2 separate regions of the Salmo salar genome follow, and region 2 is linked to region 1. The links are chromatin contacts, called in public Hi-C maps. All regions are on one chromosome and are shown on one strand. Each heading gives the region's core, a stretch centred on a gene start, on an enhancer-like site or on the middle of the called end of the contact. The rest is flanking DNA. Distances are from core to core; before and after follow the strand shown. Region 1 holds the start of LOC106581047 (lissencephaly-1 homolog A-like). Region 2 overlaps LOC106581049 (max-binding protein MNT-like).

The links. A called contact is a pair of places that touch in the nucleus more often than the background predicts.
Region 2: a contact with region 1 is called in a Hi-C map of gill, with 4 times the contacts expected there. The contact joins the enhancer-like site here to the promoter of LOC106581047 in region 1. A contact is called at or near these places in 2 of 3 Hi-C or Micro-C datasets (gill and muscle).

What each region holds. Positions count from the first base shown.
Region 1 is chrssa20:62,546,925-62,552,078 of Ssal_v3.1, reverse strand. It overlaps LOC106581047 (lissencephaly-1 homolog A-like), which reads right to left and starts at 2,870. Exons shown (of 11, transcript XM_014162730.2): 1 at 2,566-2,870. cluha (clustered mitochondria (cluA/CLU1) homolog a) reads right to left here. Exons shown (of 27, transcript XM_014162727.2): 27 at 4,269-5,154.
Region 2 is chrssa20:62,672,790-62,677,943 of Ssal_v3.1, reverse strand. It overlaps LOC106581049 (max-binding protein MNT-like), which reads right to left. Exons shown (of 15, transcript XM_014162740.2): 15 at 1,379-4,540. The coding sequence ends at 3,726. LOC106581048 (septin-4) reads left to right here. Exons shown (of 10, transcript XM_014162739.2): 10 at 1-1,275. Among protein-coding and RNA genes, the nearest start is that of LOC106581049, 61 kb to the right of the region's middle. Within about 2 kb of position 2,958, at least 9 of the 13 cell types and tissues checked have an H3K27ac peak or open chromatin away from gene starts, as enhancers often do. A contact at or near this core is called in gill, where this site is marked.

The DNA.
Region 1 (5,154 bases), core at 1,621-4,120:
CTAACCTGGCTGTCGCAGACCCAGAGACAGGAGGGGGGCTGCTGGGCTGGCATGTCATTATTAGCAGTGTGTGTGTTAGACCAGTCCTCCTGTGCTGAAGGTCAGCCACTGTCCTACTGTGACCTCTGGGCTGGAGCTCAAAACAGGGTAACATGGGCATCTGGTGCTGACTGTGTTAGTGAGGAACTCTGCATTCACAAAAAAGACACACCCTCTCTCGCTCTCATCCTCCCGCCCCCTCCTCCTCAGAGAGAGGAATCAAACATCCTCCTCTGTGCATCAATGCATAGTCACTTTAATAACTCTACCTACATGTACATATTACCTCAACTAACCGGTACCCCCCCCGTACAGTCTCGCTATTGTTGTTTTACTGCTGCTCTTTAAATTACTTGTTACTTTTATTTCTTAATCTTTAGTATTTTTTTTAATTGCATTGTTGGTTAGGGAGTCTTAAGTAATCATTTCACTGTAAGGTCTACACCTATTGTATTCGGCGCATGTGACTAATAAAATTTGAACCTGAAAACACATTTTCAATGTCGCCATGGGTCAGGTACCACTCAAAACACTGAAAGGTATACTAAACAAATCAGTCAGGTTAACATAGTCCCACCTCATGTATATCAGTCATATCACAACCTGTGTATTGAGGCCATTATGAGAATCACAAATACCATGATTACTGATTAGCTATTTGGCACAACAATAGATACATTTGAGGGCGCACGTGTTTATGTTCTCAGGATTTTAATAATCTGCTTTATTTTCTAAATGAGTCTGGAAATTTCTCAGGCCTGCAAACACAAACAAGTAACTTATTAAAATATCCTAAAACTACCAATTCATTAAAAAAAACTAACATCTAATTGCTTACATCAAGTGACTGCCTATTCAATCAAGTAGGGTCCATCAGCATAGATATACAAACCATGGAATCACATTAGCTACAACTGTAAAGGAGAAAAATATAGCTACCGAGTTATCAATTGAAGCTCCACTCCTAAAACAATCCCATAATTTCGGTTGCATCAGCTGCTGCAGCAATCCTTACAGGTGTAGCCAAGCTCTGATCTGGCCAGGATGAAATTATACAATCGGGGAGGAGGACTGCATAGCAACGGATACTGCTTCAAACACGATAGGGGTACCATCAACAAGGCGGGGAGGAGGAGAGTGACTTGTCAGTTTCAGCGGAAAGAGATGCAGGCTGAAGGATCCATTCTGCAGTAGGAGAGGGGTGGCGTATTTTCTAACCGAATGGAGGATACCGCTGCCTTTCAACCCACGTGATCAAACTGAAACTATAGTCGATCCTCAATCGCAAAATAAAATATAAAAAAGTAAGATGGCATAGGTTTCAAGCTGAAGCTATTGGTCAAGGCAAATTGTAGTTTTCCTGCAACTCTTGTTTTTTCCACCGACGTGTTCTACACTTATTTCTATAAACTGCATGAATTCATTCAACTTAGATCATTCGTAAAACAGGGCCAACTGTAATGATAATGATTTACGTTACCGGTCTAGAGCCTTGATGACAGATCACAAAACGATCAAAGTTGTCCAGCTCACTGGATGTAACGTGATGGATGGAGGGAGTAGCGTAGCCAGTGGCTACAGGAAACACACAACTAATTTGGTAACTAGCTGCGCTAAAACAAAGGTGTCAAAATGTCAGACCACATCTAATGTTTAACATGACAATCGGCCGATACTAGCTAAATAATATATTTACACGTAGCTGCCTACCTCCTAAATAGCTTTCAAAATAATGATACAACTGATACGCCCTTTTCCATTATTGAACATTCTATAAATCGTGGGTAACATTACCTAGCTAAAGTTATCTAGCTTGTTCAATTACATACTCGTATTCCAAGTAGATATGCTCGACAATACAACACATTAGCTGGTATGTGAAATAACTGTCACTCAAATCATGACCTACATATGATCGCGAGGCGAACGCAACGTTGACCAGCCTAGAGTGCGCACGCTAGCTAGCCTAGCAATTTAAATGCGAGTTGAAAAAGCAATGGATTCAATTGAATGAAGCAATTAGCAATGCACTCCAAATATAAAAGTTAAAAAAGTTAATTAACTAGATATAGTTACAACGATAAATGTTTATGCACAGACTTGATGCGAGGCAACTCGCGACCTACACACATAATTGATGAGTTTGGCTAGCCAGCCGGTTAGCCTAACTAGCTAACGTCAAAATGATTTCCACTGATTAACGTTAGCTAGTTACCTGCTGGCTGGCAAGCTAGAAAGTTGATATCAAATTATCGAATCAATTTGATCAATAACACTTGAATAGGTGCAAGTCCTCATCAAATAGTAACTTAAAATCAGGTTAACAGTTACTTAAAAGCAAATCGACCAGTGCCACTAGTTGGTTAGCACAGACATTTACAACTCCGATGGCCAGCTACCTGCTGCTCCAAGCGGCCTGTCCGCCATTTTGAGACATAGAAAGGAGGCGCAAAAATTACAGCCACATCGTCCTTCTCCCCACTTAGCGTTTCTTCGATACTCAATATCTGATGCAAAACAACTTACCCTATACTTTTTCCTGAATATCCTTCGCCAGTTCGGACAGTTATACAAGCCAAGAGGACGTGTTTTTCGTTCCAAACAAGGGACTTCTGATCTCGAGGTTAGAGTATGCCGACTTTTCTCTCTAGCAATCCTTGTTTTTTCGTGCTGTATTCGCCTTCAGTCGGGGACGCGCTTGCGTTCGCAAACTGACAGCGACGCGCGCGCACGTCCTTGATCACAGCCCTACTTAAAACAAATAGATTCTTGCAAACACCCACTGATAACCTACTCTAATTTTACTTAACAAGTAGCTATAAACATTCACTATTTTTGACTACACATCATTACCCCGCCTCTGCCGATGGTGTCATTCACGCATGTTTACAGTGGATATTCAGATTCCAGAATGTTATCAGAACTTGATCTCTATTGATGACGGGACATAGTTCTATGAATTCTGTACTACAATATTTGTGTGACTAGTAGGATACCAAAAATAAACATCCAGTCTTTACACTTGAAATGCATGATAATATCATTGCATCTAATTGCATGTCCAACAAGCCGGATAGTTTGGAATAATTTCATACATTTAATCAAAGTTTGATTAGAGCAGATAACATCCTCTCAATCTTATATGTAAATGAGTAGTTATTAAAAATCCAAGCCAAATGTTATTTGCTAGTTTTCTTTATTAATTTTAATACAAAAGCATACTCCGACCAAAAATAATTAGATTGTTATTTTGTAAAGAGCAACAGATAGGTATACCACACAGCAAGGGAAGCAGACTTTAACACTAGAATGTGCAGAATAAATCTTGTCAGTTCAAGAAAAGAGAAAACAGAAGAACAAACCCTCAAACAGACAAACCCTCATTTTGAGTGCCACACAGAGACAATGCAAGCTGATCAGTGTGCATTAGGCATCCATCTACACTGAGGTCATAGAGACCAGATTTGTACTCTTTGACCCATAGGATCTCTTTCTCCCCACTAGACAAGAGGGCAGACAACCCAGCTCAGTACATCGATGAAATCTTGGTCAGAGCCTTCTATTTTTTTTAAAGTAGTAAATAGACAGATCTATTGGTGGCTTCTTGTGTGACGTTTAGGTAAATAGATGTGTCATCTCAACAAATACACATTTTTGTTTAAAATTGGGGAGAACACAAAATGCATGTGTGTAAATGTACCTAATAACAGTCTCCTATGTGTGACATCGATGAAGTGCTGGGAGTGATTTGAAGAGCTTTGAATGTTCAGGTGACTTCTCCAATGCCTTATGACCTTATAAACTCCCAAAATGTAATTTTGCACAAACATTTCACTCAACATTCAGGTTTTGTTTTGTAATCTACATTTGGAGACATTCAGAATTTAAAGACATCCATCCATACAAACCAAGGGGTTTACATAAGATGAAGCAATATGTAATATGAATGATCTGGAAATTGAAAATGTTAAATTGACAAAATTATACATTGTCTTTGCTTTGATAAAATAAACCGGAGGTCTGTCACTCCCTACTGAATGAATCTAAAGAACAGTCAAATCATTTTCTCATGCAATTACTTGAATGTATCAAGAGGTATATTACTATACAATTAGAACATAATTACAGCTTAACAACAAGAATTAGTGCCTTGGTGATGAAATAGAATAGAAGCACCATGATTTGATGATCCATGGGGGGAAAAAAATAGATCTCTAGGCAGACAAAAGTATTTTTGATCACTCTCAACGAGTTTATTCTATCAGAAATGTCTAAGTCTCAAACAATAGACTTAAGGGTTTCAACAAGTTCACCAATGTTCATCAAGTAGCAGCCTTTGCAATTTTTCAGGTTCACGTCGTCATCAATTCCATCAAATACTTGTTTATTTTGCTTCCCTCAAAGTCAATCGAATGAGAAACATATGAAATAATTACACACTAGCCTGGACATATGCTTTTGAACATCCTTATGGGACAAAAACATTTTTCACATTAATAAAGCCTTTTCATTTGTTTCTGATGGTTCCAAAGGAAGTACTCTAGTGCACCGCCCAATGGCCACTAAGGGTACTACAAAACAGGACTGACATTCATAAAGGAGGAAGTTGAACCTGAGGGGAGGAAGGAAATGCAGATACACTTTAAAAAGGAAACCAGTGATGTCCCTATGACAAACATGAGTACAAATGAAAATAAACCAAAATAAAATAAAAATAACATTTAAAACAAGCTTTGAAGGGCTGACAAGAAAACCAATTAACACCCTGGTTCCATTTCGAAGCATACATTAGGCACAAATCACATACCAAGTTCTATTATTGTTCCACAATTTTTTTCAGGAGCATAATAATCAAGAAATTAATTATATTAAGTGTTTTTTCCCCCTCTCTTGGTGACATCCTTTTACTTACAATGACAGCTGTTTGTCTTGCAGCAACACAAGTGCAGCAATTCAAAATAATAAGTTCCAGCAACTTCTATATTGCTTAAGTCACATACATTTAGACAGCGCAACAATTTTTAGAAAGACATTTGCAAGGGAGGGTTGGTCACATTGCATGTACACAAGCGCACACACACCTCTATCAGTCTTTTTTGGTATATTGAAGTGTGT
Region 2 (5,154 bases), core at 1,709-4,208, 130 kb before region 1:
TATCTGTAATGAGAGTTTGCTGGAATATTGTTGACTTGCAGCTCTACAGGGTCGTCCTCAGGTAGTAGTAAAACGTTTTGCAGCGAAAATGAAAATGTGTGTTCTTAGACTGGGATACAATCCGATTATAGGCGTTGCGACTTTTAAAGGCAATTTCAGATTAAGCTGACATATGCAGCGTTTACGTGATGGGATCTCTGCGAACGCAGAGAACATTGCCTTTTAAAAGCCGCAGTGCAAAACCTGCGATCGCACAAAATCCTGGCTCAAATGGACAAGTTCCAGCATTAACTCCCATTTAATGTTTTTTTTCTCACTGAACATGATCCAAGAGGAGAAAATAGAAGCCTTGAGCTAACTATGTGCCAGCCAAGAGATGCTGGCCTGGGGACCAAGCAGACAGGACAAGGCCCTTATTCTGCCGGAGGTCAGGGGGCTAGAGAATGACAGGGTCACTTCAGTAAGGTGCCTGCTAGTTTGTGTGTATAGTGTCTGTTATAGAGGTGTCTGACGTAGCAGGCCTTCATTAATGGGTGATATTTTTCTTGATTATGTTTGTGGACATTAAGTTTTGAAGTACATTAGTATGAGTGGATGATTTTATAATAGAGAAATTGTAATTACTTATCATTTAGGTATTTTCCAATCCCATGTTTCCCCCCAAGAATTTTGGCTTTAAACACTTTTTTTTCATGAAGATGATGAATAGTTGTGCATATGTATTTATTTTCCTCAGGTGCAAATGTCAGAGTTCATTCACAAGGAACAAGTCATGAGACATAAAAATATACATTTGTTTGGATTATTAGTATCATGAGTGCCAGAAAAATTGATTGAAATAATCAGAATAAAATTTTATTTCACATTCCCTTTGTAAGCAACATTGGACCCTGATTATATTTGTTCAAGCCTCATCCATCAAAAGCTTAGAGATTCACCCACAGACCCAGTCCAAAATCACACTAGAACAAAAGTAGGAAATAAGATTGTTTGTTTTATAAGAATGTTGTCATACTACTTTTTCTGAATATATTTATGTAATAAATAACTTTGGCCAGGATTCAATCCGAGCGCAGATTGGCAACGCTCCAATAAAGGCATTTTCCCATTGAGCCAACATATGCAGCGTTTACCGTGAATGTGGGCTCTGAAAAAGTGTATTGTGGACAAAGCTCGCTCGGATTGAATCCAGCACTTTTATAAAGTCATTGAGGAAGAGAAAGGATGCAATGAATTGTAATACAATAATAAAGGAAGTAACATCTTGGCTCTCCATTCTAGCCATTTTCTACTACTCCTTTCTATTGCAATAGGGTGTTTAAGTGAGCCTACACACACCCTAAAAATGTAGATCAAATAAATTGACCAAAGCAAGAAGTTATAAATGTAATAAGATTTATTAAGTATCTTAAGCATTTTCCACTTATGCATTTAAATGATTTCTCTTTTTACATAATGGACAATTAGATCTAAACGTAGCCCAAAATGTACAGGCAATATAGAACTTCCACTTTCTCCATAGGGAAAACAAACGTTGTGGAAAGAACTCTGAAAGCTCTCCCGCGGTATACAGTACTGTACATGGTCACAGAAAACAGCTGGCATAGAAATCTACATATGAACCAAAATCACCAATCTACATGCAAAAACAGGCAAATCTTTAAAATACACTAAATCCATTATTGAATGTGTACATACATACTGTTCCATTCCACACTTTTTAAAAAATGTTGTGACTACCATGTCCATTCTTCCTCCCAAAGACAGACACACACATAAGAACATTCATTCAGATTAAGTGAAGAGGGACACAGTCAGGTGCTGTTTTTGCGAGTGCTATGTACAGTTGTAAACCAGTTTTGCTTTAATTGGGGTTATTAAGTAGCATATCAAAGTGCTAGAAGTTAAAAGTTGAATCTCAGCTACACAGGTCGTGTAATAGTGCAGTGGACGGCTAACATGAGAATCTAGATAGAGTTGATATACCAGATAATTCATATGGGTGGTGGAAAAAAAGAGGATAAAATGGCGTGACTGCCCGACCATGCCGTTTAACCCCAAACTGCCACATTCACTTCAATGCTCTACCATGACACTGCCGAAGGCCTTATTTAACAAGATCACTGCTGCAACACAAACAAGATATGCCTCACTATATAGCTACTTTATTACACATACATAGATACTCCAGGAGCAATTTACAGTGATTGTGCCTGCTATGGCTCCTGCTCTGCCATTAGTAAAAAATATATATATAAATCGCGGTAATATGTAGCCACTTGAGTATTGTAGTTTTACTCCTGTGTTAAACTGAGTGGTTCAGTTTTGGGAAAAGTCCTCACAGTTATACTTTACATCACCTGGTTCAGATGTGCATGGTGGAACTGGTAATGCCAACATTTGGGTTTGATTCCTGCTTGGGCCACACACACTGAATATATGTTATTACAAACTAGTACACTCAATCATTTTACATGCAGTTGTGGTTTACCACCACCAGGGGAAGCCTGTGGAACATGCAGTAATATGACAGCGCTGCAGTGGGAGAAGAATGGCCAGGCCGTGTTTTAGGTTTCACTTCACAGCCATGTGCCTGGGTAGTGGGAAGGGGAGGTCCCAGCAATCATGTCCTCAATGTGCTCCTTTATGGCGCTTAGTTGTTAGTGCATGTGCACACACACACACACACACACACACACACACACACACACTGATCCCATGCTGACGTGCCAACACCTACCAATCACACAGCCAGAGAGCCAGTCTCTCTGACCCCGATTCAGCGGTCTGAAATTGGACGCTTTGCCTTCTGGTCGCATCAAGGCCCGTATCCACAAAGTGTCTCAGAGTAGGAGTGCTTATCTAGTATCAGTTTAGACTAAAATCATAATGAATAAGATTATACGGGCAGATCCTGGATCAGCACAACTACTCAGGTGATTTGTGAATATAGGCCCTGGCCTCTGATAGCAGTGGTAGACTTCAGTTAAATCGAAAACCTTGGTGCTTTCATAATAGCAAATAGTGGCACCACCAGTCATTAGTAGTGTGGTTTGTAAATACTCTTGGCTGTGGAATACATGACCCTGTACCAGAAATATAAAAACCGGTCTTGAATGAAAATATGCAGGTCTGACTGCCTTGACATTGGATGACGTCCTTCTCTCACTATTAGCTACTGTTTTGCTTCTGGAAACGTGAACCAGGAGGAGGGCCAGACAGAGAACCTCTCCATGTGATTCTCTCCACTGCATCCTATACAATAACATCACACTCCATCAACATTACCATCCTGGACATCATACTCAGCCCAACAACATTGGCTGTCTTTCACCTCATAACCATTATACATATATATATATATTTTTTATTAATTTTTATAGTTTCTTTTTGGAATGTTTTGAGTTACTTCTTATTGGCAGCCGTAATGCATCAGGTTAGTTAATAATGCAGTTTGTGAATCATCAGTGAATATGAGGACTTGCGTCCAGTATGAAGACGTTTACATTTGTTTGTCAGTACAGTAGTCCTGGTGCCTGCCTCACTCTGGGCCTGCTTCAGTCGCCCTGGGCTCTGAGTCTGGGCTGGTTCCTGTCCGGCTGGTCTGCTCTGAGGCCGATGGTCTCCAGATCTGGAGGTCTGTCTCCGACTTCAGCCTGACTCTGGCCACCTCAGGGTGGGTGTGGCCAGTTCATGTAACTTGGTTCTCAGGCTAGCGTCAGAGATCAGGCTAGCTTCAGAGTGCTAACGGGGAATGAAGGCATGGTCACCATAGTTACAGGGTTCAGCAGCTGTTGGTGATGTGTCACCACCTGGGCACCAACTGCCGTCTGCTTTCCCATGATGGTGGTTGTGCCCTGGCTGGGGGCAGTACCATTGACCTGGGCGAGAGTATGGGTGATGTGGCCCACCATGGCTGGCTGGGTGACAGCCACAGACTGGGGGTAGATGGTGGGTAGATGGTGCTGGCCCAGGTGGGTAACAGGGTGGATGGGGATGTCTCCGATGGGCTGGTGGTGGTGCCCTGGGGCCAGCTGCATGGGGGCTGAGGAGGAGGGAGCTAGATGGGTGATGTGCTTGGCTCCTCCAGATGAAGCCTGGATGACGTGGTTGACGGCCTGGATGACAGAGGCGTGGGAAGCAGAGGCGTGGGCAATGACTGTGGGCTGGAGGCTGGGGGCCTTTACCATGTGAGTATGAGCGTGGGCGGTCACTACGTGTGTGTGAGCGGGGAAGAGGGTGCTAGGGGAGGTTACGATGTGTGTGTGAGACGATAGGAGGGCCTGGATAGGGGTGGTGGTGATGTTGGATGCTGTGGTTGAGAATGTAGCCGAGACAGCCAGGGCTGACAGCGGGTGGGGGTACGTTTGGGCCTTGTGTTGGCTGGAGATGTGTTGGGTGAGGATGGAGGTGGTGGGGGTTATGGAAGTGGGGGTCACAGTCTTGTACAACTCGGGTTGCATGGCTTGTTGAGGCACGGTGGGTAAGGCTGCTGGAACATTCTCCTCATCCATGTCGTCATCCATGATGTCTTCACCCTCTGTGTTAGACAGAAAGAACACATTAACTTTACGCTAGATAACGTCGCAGATATGATCGCTTTGCACATTCTTAAAACACTGTGTAGGAACTAATGTTGGTCTTTCTATAAACAGTGTGACATTGGGATCAACATTTCAAAATGGTTTGAAACAATAATAACAACAAGGATTTTCATGAAGTTCTACATGTGTACTTAGAGGAATGAAAGTGAATATGCGCAAATTGGCCCATAACTCCACCTATACAACAGCCTAGGTCTAGTTCTATACAACCTTTAAACAGGGTTTATACAGACACTGGCAAGTCAAATTCAAGGACTTTCAGGGACTTTTTCCAAGTAATTAATTGCAGTTGATCAAGAACCTCAAATGGTATACATATATAGCCTTCCCTGTAGCTCAGTTGGTAGAGCGTGGTGTTTGCAACACCAGGGTTGTGGGTTCGATTCCCACGGGGGGCCAGCAAAAAAATTATGAAATTGTATGAAATGTATGCATTCACTACTGTAAGTCGCTCTGGATAAGAGCGTCTGCTAAATGACAAAAATGTAAATGTATACAATTTTATAAATGCATAGAATTGTAATTATAGGGTCTAATATAGAACTATATA